Regions from separate parts of the Mus musculus genome. Here region 2 is linked to region 1. The links are chromatin contacts, called in public Hi-C maps. All regions are on one chromosome and are shown on one strand. Each heading gives the region's core, a stretch centred on a gene start, on an enhancer-like site or on the middle of the called end of the contact. The rest is flanking DNA. Distances are from core to core; before and after follow the strand shown.

Region 1 (5,417 bases), core at 816-3,315:
GGTTTGTGTATGTGAAGTCAAGAGTTTGCCTCAAAACACACGTGGAAGTCCCAGAATGATTTGTTGGAGTCAGTTGTCGCCATCCACTATGTGGGTCTCGCCATCCACTATGTGGGTCTCAAGGACTGAACTCAGGTCATCAGACTTGGCAACAGACACCTTTGCACTGATCCGTCGCACTGGCCCTGTCTTCAGTTTGTAAGTTAATTTTCTGGACTCATCACATAACTCACCTAAGAGGTGATGGTTTCAAAATGTTCTTTTAAGTTGTTATGAAAATAAAAAATTCACCTAAGTGATACCACATGACATTCTCATTAATCAAAGATTAGAAGACAGATTTTTGAGAGAGAAAAAAAGAAAAAAAAGACCAGTGTGTGTGTATGTATGTGTGTGTGTGTGTGTGTGTGTGTGTGTGTGTGTTGCTATATCAGATATATACTGCACCATTGTTGCATATACAGAGATTTTAGAGGGAAATTCTGAGGTTTGTATCTTTGGAAAATGTATTTGGTATAAATCCTTTATAAGCAACGTTTGAGTTATAGCAAAAGAATTACTTGCATAAGAACTGCTGGGGAAGGTGTTTGTAGATAGATTCCCCAGACCTTTTGCCAACAGAATATCTGGCATGGGGCCTGGGAATATGAAGGATAATTCCCAAGACATGTTTCTAGCCCATTTAAGTCCCAGAACATCCTTTCTGCTGATCTATCTAAGGAGATGAAGTTCAAAGATGACTCGAATTAACCTTTGTATGACTGTCTGTGAATATCATGAGGGTTTCAACTTTGACTCTGCCTCTCATGTCATAAATCTGACATCTTGAAAAGGTGGGGGGGGGGTCACAGATAGCTTGCATTCTGGAGGGGAGAGGACTTGTCTCAGCGACGGACGACAAAAGTCCTCTCACACATTAGAAGTTGACAAAAGCACATAAATGTCCAGTTTAGAGACGTGAAGGTCATGGTATGAAACGTTCCAGGAGGAGAGTAATTGCAATATAAAAGGAATAGCTGCACGCGCGTTTAAGAAAGGACTGACCGGCTAACTTAATCTAGATCTCCCATCTCATTCCGTGAAGGTGCTCCAGGGCTCTGGTGATGAATGTGTTCATTTTGTGTGACTTGCTTTTGGTAAATAACCCAGTGCCCTATCAGCTCTGCAGCACTCAGGTAGTGTGTGTGCTGGGAGGGCTAGGGGAGGGGCCGCTTGGCACGGGCGCCCCTGGCACTTCTTAGGAGACTAGCAGCCTTTTCTTTGCAGCTGTCACTAGAAGACTTCTGGGTTTCCCTCTGAAAGAAAGCCCTCCATCTAAACCCGCTGTCCCTTCCATCCCTCATTTCGGTCTCGCAAACCACTCCTCCAAGCCTTTCCATTGTGCTCTTTCGCCTGCATAAGACCTTCATCTCCTTTGTAGTGGGGAGACTTACTTGAGGCTATCAGAACCTCCGGCTGCAATGGAGCTGTATGGAAAGGTAAACAGAAAGGAGTGCCTGGCGGGCTCAGTCAGAAATCTAGCTTTTGTGGATATGTGTGTGTGTGTGTGTGTGTGTGTGTGTGTGTGTGTGTTCGCGTTTGCGTGCGTGCCGATCTTCTCAATTCAGTCTTGCGGATGAACCGCTTTTCTTATGTGTGTGCCACCCACTGCCGTTTTCCCCGCACGATCGTTGAATAAGACTGTAAAACTACTCCACTCTGGGTAAGTATAAACTTTCCGGGTTCAGGATAGAGATAAGGTAAAGCCCATTTGCATTGGAAATTAGAACAAAGTGCTGCGTTTTCTAGCCAGAGAGATACAGTCTGGCTTCCAAAAGCGATACTGTGAAGAAAAAGTCCTAGTTTGGGATGAATTGGTGTTATTGTCGCTAGCGCTCTTTGAAGAAATGGTTAGGCAGGCTGAGAGCGAGAACAACCGGTGTAACTGGAAAGAAGGGAGGTTTCCACCGCCCAGTGCAGCTGGAGGGGCTAGCCCGAGGGAAATCTTTCTGGGTCTCTGGGAATTGTAGTTCACAATTTTCCCATTTGAGCATTTGCCTCTTAAGATTAGACTACAACTCCCAGAAGCTCACGGGGTCCCTGGCCAGAACGCTTGTGCGGAGTCAGGAGCGGACAGCTCCGGTGCTGATGTTGGAGCGGGCTACAGAGCCCCACGCGTGCGGAGTGTTGCGGGGAGCGCGCAGGCTGTGCACGCTTGACCAGGCTCCCGGACCAGCGCTGTCCTAGCAAGAGAGAAAGGACATTTGCCTACAATGAGACACGAGGCGCCCATGCAGGTGGGTCTACAAAGAAAGAAAGAATGGTCTCGGAGAAACTGAGAGGGTCTCTCTAGCAGCTCAGGGGACTTGATGAAAGATAGATAGGGTTGTTCATTTTCTTTCTGGGCTCCCTAGGAGGTTGAGTGTGGAAAATGAAAACACGAGCTAACAAAGTGAGGACAGCCCATCTCTTGTTGTCTTTGATGGTCTTGGCTTCCTGGGTTAGTGATAGCGGTGTGAACTGGAGAATTTTCTCACGAATTTACTGAGAGTTCTCCATCTCGACTGGGTAGAGCGAATTCAGCTTGGTTAAGGACATTAAGAAAGAAATGTCAGTGTCAGTATCCCCCAAAGTGGTCTAAAAAACAAGAAAGATAAAAGAAAAGAAAGGGCAAAAAAGATTAGGGTCCTAGTATCAGAGGTAAAGAGCAAACACATTCACAGTTATCTCAGAGCTATGACATCCTTGATCTATGTCTGCTTAACTGGCCGGAAACGTTTCGAGGACCCTCTCTTCCCCAGCATTCCTGTGATGAGGTGGCCATTCACTGTACCACTAGATTCCCCATTTTAATCACATTCTTCGGGTTTACTTCCTTCAGAAATGAAGAGTACCTCTTTTGGAGCTAGTCACCTAAGTTATGCTTTTAAGTAAAGACTAGTTTTGTTTCTCCTATCTGTGTACAATTGATTAAGGCTAAACATAAGTCTATGTTTGTTAGCCAAGCTAAAGACTTGTTTCTCCTATCTGTGTACAACTGATTAAGGCTAAACATAAGTCTATGTTTGTTAGCCAAGCTAAATGGGCTCATTGCATAACAGAGCGGCGTTTTATGAATGGGATGAGAAGATTAGAAAGCACTCCATTTGGAATGTGTTGCTTCCCTTCAGAATCCACCTCTGTTGGTAAACTCAGCAACATAAATATTTGACTATCCAGTCTCAAACATTCCCCATGGTTTCCTCCTGAATCAAGGACTTTATACATCTGCTTTCATTTACTTTTAATTTATTTTATGACTTTTATATACGTATTAAGGAATCCTAACTGGACGGTTAAATGAAAACACTATAGAATTTAATTGTTTTCAGGAGTATTATATAATGGAAGACCTCAAATTACATTAAGAGTTATTGAAAAATTGATTCGTTCCCAGGAATAGTGGGCCCTTTGTGTGACATCGGATATTTCTGTTTGTGAGTTAGCTTTTTATTATAGACCTTGTGTAAAATGAGTGTGGACAGACAATAAAGACTGTTGCAATCAGGGTCTATTAGCTTATGATAATTTCCCTTTCTGGAGGTGTTGCTAAGAGCCAACTAGCTGAATTAATAATATTTGATGATAAGTATATATTAGCAGTTGTCTTAAAAACTGTGTTTCCATACTTCACTGTGCACATTTACATCAAAATATGTTATGACTCCAAAATTTATGATTTTTCAATTATTTCAAAAATGAAAAATAATAATGTACATTAGAATTTAAAGTTGATGCTCTGAAATCTTTCTGTCAAAATGGCTATTGTATATTGATATTATTTTTCTGTGTTGCTTAGACTGTTTAGAAAGGTAATTAAATGTTATAGAACTATATGGAGTTATTGCTTTAGGACATATCTTAAATCATTGTGGGTATGCCCACTAGATATATACTAGGTATTGTAAAAGGTGTATTTCAATGAAAACTCTAATGGCAAATTAATGTAAAAATTAGGTAATGTGGACTTAATTTTCTGATAGATACAGGTACTTTTCTATTTATGGAATATTTTAATTCACTGAATTATATTTTTGGAATTTAATATATAGCCTCCCCAAAGCTATTGTGATTATGTCAGACTTGTGAAAAGTGTACTTATCCAAGAACACACATTCATTTCAATAGATTATTGTTATAGTGACTTCTATCATTTTCATATTTTTTAAATTATGTAATAATTCAGAGGATGAATATAACTTAGGTTTTCTTAAGCAGCAGTTACTCTGCTAGGATCCATTTTTCTAAACTAGAATCATATTCCATGTAATGTTGAGACACAATGATGCAACATTAGAAATACTGGAAATTCCTTTTTTCCTTTCAAACAATAAGCTGTACCATCATTCTAAACATATGCCCCAAGTGTTTCTTAACTTACATTTACAAAGGATGAGTCACAAGGCAAGCTTCATTTTATACTTCCCTTATCTCAGAGTTTTTCTCCTTTTTTGGAGTGTTTAGTTCAGTTGGTAATATGAAACAGAGTGAGCTTTTAGTTTATTGGCTAGCTTCCTAAGTATTATGGGGATTTTTAAATTCTGAAATAAAATTATTTGAAAAAAATGCACAAATGTCCATTATAAAGCATCCAACATTCTTATATAGATGCCTTTGTGCTCAGCTCATTATATTTATCTTTGATATTTGGATATTTTCTGCAGAACATTTCCCCCCAAGCTGATAGAAAATAAGGCAATATTGTTTCTCGAAGTGACGACCACAATGATGTGTGACGATAGCCTTCAGTGCTTGCATTGTCTTTCTAATTAGATAACCATGGATAGAACTTGCCAAATATGAGTTGGAAACATTAGTATGGGAGGTGGTCATTTCAGTCCTCTCCTTCAGCATATCAATAATTTCTGGGAGCCAAATGACACAGAGAAGAGTGGGCCTCGTGATTGAGGGCAAGACTTTGAGAACAACTTTAATACAGGAGCCAACCAAAAAAAAAAAAAAAAAAAACCCAGTCTAGTCAGTGCTTGGAGTCCAGATGCTACTAATATGCATGTATAAACCCTCAAATGAATTATGTATGAGGGCCAAAATACAAATAAATTGTAAAACTTTACAATCCACCATTACCGACTAGAAAGGAAGATTAATAGAGTTTATGAAGATTAAACAACTTCTCTAATATGAAAGAGTTCATATTCTTCCAGATCTTTATAAAGATCTCTTATCATTCCTCCTATTATTCTGATTTCTCCTGAAGGGATAAATGTGTGGTGTAAAAAATGAGGACACTGTGTATAAATGCTACTCAGTCATTTGGTTGGGAAAAAAGAAAAACATATTGGCTCTCTATTTTATGTTTATAGAATAAGCTTGTATAAACTAAACTAAATGTTTGAGAAGGGTCATTGTGTTTTAAAGGTTTTGCTGTCTATATTCTT
Region 2 (5,426 bases), core at 460-2,959, 37 kb before region 1:
GTTCTCCAGCCCAATAGCTGCACTGTTATTTGGTATCTGTCTTTATGGAGCCCCTCTAAGTGGGTGATCAATGAGAAGCAGATGGAGTTTGCATCCAAGTAGACTAAGTGTGCTTCAACGTTGAAGAATATCCACCCAACATCCTAAAGTGGGTGCTGAGAGGCAGGTGAATGTCATTTCCTGGAACAGAGTATTTGCTTGCCTCTTTTATTTTTTACCATGGAGCCTCTTGAACTAACTCAATAGCGCATAGAACCAGGCAAAGAGAGACAACACTGCTGTTTTCTGATTACAGGCTTAGCTCACCAGATTATCACTCCAAAGCTTCCTAACTGTCACACAACAACTTAGAACTTTTTCAGCTTAAACTCTGTGTTTAAAACTCTTCACATGACACGACAGTTGTTGGCAGTTGTTCTCTTTCCTCTTAATGAGGCTGGCAGCAGCCACTAGAGGCCCTCCAAGTCCAGACTCTAGCATGGAAGTAGAATGCTAAACCGTTCTGGCCAGCACGGCCAACCTACAGATAAGTATCCAGCGATTACTCATTCCAAAACACATATTTGGCAGTCATCTACACAACTGGCATATTAAACACCTGCAATCTGTTCAATAAAAGGAGGGTTTTTTTTTTTCTGTAGGGCACCATGCAAAACCAACAGTGATTTTTGTATTCATCTGTTTACTTTTTATGGCTCTCCTGAATTTTTCTTTCTTGATAGTCTTCTGCTTAAAAACAAACTTGCCGTGTCCCCTGTCTCTTGTGAAGGATATCACACACTGGCAAAGGTGACAGTGCTCCTTAGTGTGAGTGGCACTCATCGCTGCTCATAGAGGATCTGATGAATAGTAATGCTGGCTGAGATAAGCCCATGACACACTGAATGCATCATGGCCATTGACACTGAGAGTCCTGGGCCATACTTCTGTAGTCTACCTTGTGGACGCCTGCGTGCTCTAGATTCTGAAGCAGAGTAGAATAGAACATAATGTTTTGTCTGGCTCTCCTGCTCTAAAGCAGAAGTCAAATTCGTATGGGTTGGATCCTTTGAAGTTTAAAAGCCAAGCAACCTGTTGAAGGTACTGATAGGGCATAAATGTGGGGCATGGGAACATTTTCAACTCAAAATTTCCAAGACCCAACAAGGAAGAGTTAATGAACTACCTCAACACTGAGTATTTACAGTGAGTATTTACAGTGATGGTGTTTTCTCTCAGTAAACCCCATTCTACTTCCAGAATGGCTGAGAGCACAGATCGCTAGATGTCAACTTTCCTTTCCATCCTTCATTCATATATATATATATATATATACATATATATATATATATACATATATATATAATGTATATAAGTACATTGTAGCTTCAGACACACCACAACAGAGCAGCAGATCCCATTATAGATTATTATGAGTCACCATGTGGTTGCTGGGAATTGAACTCAGGACCTCTGGAAGAACAGTCAGTGCTCTTATCCTGTGAGTCATCTCTCCAGCCCATCCATCCTTCTTTCTTAAGACTTCACATTATCTTCCTTTAAAAATAATTAACATGACATCCTTCTGATTCCCTGCCCCCAGTCCTCTAATGCTTCTCTATTATCACTTAATGAAGTTCAGCCACCTTTATAATATGTTAATCAAAGATTCCTCATTGCTTTCTCTCCAACCAAAGCTCTCCTAGCATATTTCCCACTTCTCTTTTCACTAGCCTATCTGAAGAGTGTTCATTGCCTCTGATACAGTTCATCTAGATGAAAGTATCCCAATGGTTCCTAATGCTGCAACCCTTTAATACAGTTCTTTGTGTTGTGGTGACCCCAACCATAAAATTATTTTTGTTGCTACTTTATAACCATAATTTTGCTACTGTTATTAATCATGGTATAAATATAGGATATGGAAGCAGGATACCTGGTATGTGATCCTTGCAGGGATTGCAACGCAGACTGAGCACCATCGCTTCTACCATAAGGGCTGTGGTTGCTTACAGAGACTCTGTGTTCACCATGCTCTCTAAGTCTCTTTTGGGATGGGGAATAAACCTAAGACAGCAGGGGCAACTCTTCTTTCTTTTTTTAATTGGTTATTTTGTTTGTTTACATTTCAAATATTGTCTCCATTCCTGGTCTCCCCTCCACAAATGCCCTATCCCATCCTCCCTCCTCTTTGCCTCTAAGAGGGTACTCCTCCAATCACCAAACCACTCCTGCCTCACTGTTCTAGCATCCTCCTATGGTGGAGCATCAAGCCTCCACAGGACCAAAGGCCTCCCTTCCCATTGATGCCAGATAAGGCCATCCTCTGCTATATATGCAGCTGGAGCCAAGGACCCAACCATGTGTACTCTTTGGTTTGTGGTTTAGTCCCTGGGAGTTCTGGGGTGGGGGTGGGGTCCAGTTAGTTGATATTGCTCTTCCTATGGGGTTGCAGTCTCCTTCAGTTCCTTCAGTTTTTCCCCCAATTCTTCCACTGGGGTCCCTGGGCTCAGTCCAATGGTTGGCTGTGAGTATCTGCATCTGTATTGGTCAGGTGCTGGCAGAGTCTCTCAGGGGAGAGCTGTATCAGGCTCCTGTCAGCAAGCATTTCTTGGCATCAGCAATAGTGTTTGGTGTGTACAGATGGGATGGATCCCTAGGTGTGGCAGTCTCTGGATGGCCTTTCCTTCAGTCTCTGCTCCATTTTTTGTCCCCATGTTTCCTTTAGACAGGAACGATTCTGGATTAAAAGTTTGGAGATGGGTGGGTGGCCCCATTCTGAAACTTTTCATCTTTATGAGTCATCTATGTTTTTCTCTTCCCTTTTAAGGCTCAAGAATCTATGAGGACAACAAGTGTACTATGTTACTAGGGAGTGAGGCTGATGTTTGTACATATTCGTCCTTTGCAAGACACCCTAGAGCTTGTAGGTGTCACCAAAGAGGAGCATGGCATTTCATGTTTACGATGAAGAAATTTCTTTATTAGCTGTCTACTCTAGTCACCCCAAACTGAATATGATTGCAAGCATTTACAATGGCACTAGCATATAACTTCTTTCCAATTACTTAGACAGATTAATTCAAAAATTAAATGTATTATTTATGCTGTATTTTGGATTTGACCTGCTGCTAGCTCATGTCTCTTGATAAGACAATATGTCCAGAATTCTGTAAGGGAAAATATTTCTTTTCTTTTTTTTTTTTTTTTTCTGTTATACATGGAGCTTTCTTTTTTTTTTTCTTTCCATTTTTTATTAGGTATTTAGCTAATTTACATTTCCAATGCTATAGCAAAAGTCCCCCATACCCACCCACCCCCACTCCCCTACCTGCCCACTCCCCCTTTTTGGCCCTGGCGTTCCTCTGTTCTGGGGCATATAAAGTTTGTGTGTCCAATGGGCCTCTCTTTCCAGTGATGGCCGACTAGGCCATCTTTTGATACATATGCAGCTAGAGTCAAGAGCTCCGGGGTACTGGATAGTTCATAATGTTGATCCACCTATAGGGTTGCAGATCCCTTTAGCTCCTTGGGTACTTTCTCTAGCTCCTCCATTGGGAGCCCTGTGATCCATCCATTAGCTGACTGTGAGCATCCACTTCTGTGTTTGCTAGGCCCCGGCATAGTCTCACAAGAGACAGCTACATCTGGTTCCTTTCGATAAAATCTTGCTAGTGTATGCAATGGTGTCAGCGTTTGGATGCTGATTATGGGGTGGATCCCTGGATATGGCAGTCTCTACATGGTCCATCCTTTCATCTCAGCTCCAAACTTTGTCTCTGTAACTCCTTCCCAGGGTGTTTTGTTCCCACTTCTAAGGAGGGGCATAGTGTCCACACTTCAGTCTTCATTTTTCTTGAGTTTCATGTGTTTAGGAAATTGTATCTTATATCTTGGGTATCCTAGGTTTTGGGCTAATATCCACTTATCAGTGAGTACATATTGTGTGAGTTCCTTTGTGAATGTGTTACCTCACTCAGGATGATGCCCTCCAGGTCCATCCATTTGGCTAGGAATTTCATAAATTCATTCTTTTTAATAGCTGAGTAGTACTCCATTGTGTAGATGTACCACATTTTCTGTATCCATTCCTCTGTTGAGGGGCATCTGGGTTCTTTCCAGCTTCTGGCTATTATAAATAAGGCTGCTATGAACATAGTGGAGCATGTGTCCTTCTTACCAGTTGGGGCATCTTCTGGATAAATGCCCAGGAGAGGTATTGCTGGATCCTCCGGTAGTACTATGTCCAATTTTCTGAGGAACCGCCAGACTGATTTCCAGAGTGGTTGTACAAGCCTGCAATCCCACCAACAATGGAGGAGTGTTCCTCTTTCTCCACATCCACGCCAGCATCTGCTGTCACCTGAAATTTTGATCTTAGCCATTCTGACTGGTGTGAGGTGGAATCTCAGGGTTGTTTTGATTTGCATTTCCCTGATGATTAAGGATGTTGAACATTTTTTCAGGTGCTTCTCTGCCATTCGGTATTCCTCAGGTGAGAATTCTTTGTTCAGTTCTGAGCCCCATTTTTTAATGGGGTTATTTGATTTTCTGAAGTCCACCTTCTTGAGTTCTTTATATATGTTGGATATTAGTCCCCTATCTGATTTAGGATAGGTAAAGATCCTTTCCCAATCTGTTGGTGGTCTTTTTGTCTTATTGACGGTGTCTTTTGCCTTGCAGAAACTTTGGAGTTTCATTAGGTCCCATTTGTCAATTCTCGATCTTACAGCACAAGCCATTGCTGTTCTGTTCAGGAATTTTTCCCCTGTGCCCATATCTTCAAGGCTTTTCCCCACTTTCTCCTCTATAAGTTTCAGTGTCTCTGGTTTTATGTGAAGTTCTTTGATCCATTTAGATTTGACCTTAGTACAAGGAGATAAGTATGGATCGACTCGCATTCTTCTACATGATAACAACCAGTTGTGCCAGCACCAATTGTTGAAAATGCTGTCTTCCACTGGATGGTTTTAGCTCCCTTGTCAAAGATCAAGTGACCATAGGTGTGTGGGTTCATTTCTGGGTCTTCAATTCTATTCCATTGGTCTACTTGTCTGTCTCTATACCAGTACCATGCAGTTTTTACCACAATTGCTCTGTAGTAAAGCTTTAGGTCAGGCATGGTGATTCCACCAGAGGTTCTTTTATCCTTGAGAAGAGTTTTTGCTATCCTAGGTTTTTTGTTATTCCAGATGAATTTGCAAATTGCTCCTTCTAATTCGTTGAAGAATTGAGTTGGAATTTTGATGGGGATTGCATTGAATCTGTAGATTGCTTTTGGCAAGATAGCCATTTTTACAATGTTGATCCTGCCAATCCATGAGCATGGGAGATCTTTCCATCTTCTGAGATCTTCTTTAATTTCTTTCTTCAGAGCCTTGAAGTTTTTATCATACAGATCTTTCACTTCCTTAGTTAGAGCCACTCCGAGATATTTTATATTATTT

Evidence for each region. A called contact is a pair of places that touch in the nucleus more often than the background predicts.
Region 2: a Hi-C map of the N1E-115 cell line shows a contact between it and region 1, with 3 times the contacts expected there. The contact joins the enhancer-like site here to the promoter of Rab3c in region 1. A contact is called at or near these places in 1 of 39 promoter capture datasets (macrophages), 1 of 15 datasets of contacts at CTCF or cohesin (the NIH/3T3 cell line), 1 of 484 Hi-C or Micro-C datasets (the N1E-115 cell line), 2 of 115 datasets of contacts at active chromatin or transcription factors (embryonic fibroblasts and neural tube) and 1 of 9 other capture datasets (pancreatic islet).

The regions. Positions count from the first base shown.
Region 1 is chr13:110,276,854-110,282,270 of GRCm38.p6, reverse strand. It overlaps Rab3c (RAB3C, member RAS oncogene family), which reads left to right and starts at 2,065. Exons shown (of 5, transcript NM_023852.5): 1 at 2,065-2,276. The coding sequence starts at 2,253.
Region 2 is chr13:110,313,969-110,319,394 of GRCm38.p6, reverse strand. No RefSeq gene overlaps it. Among named protein-coding and RNA genes, the nearest start is that of Rab3c, 36 kb to the right of the region's middle. Within about 2 kb of position 1,709, at least 10 of the 459 cell types and tissues checked have an H3K27ac peak or open chromatin away from gene starts, as enhancers often do. A contact at or near this core is called in the N1E-115 cell line, where this site is marked.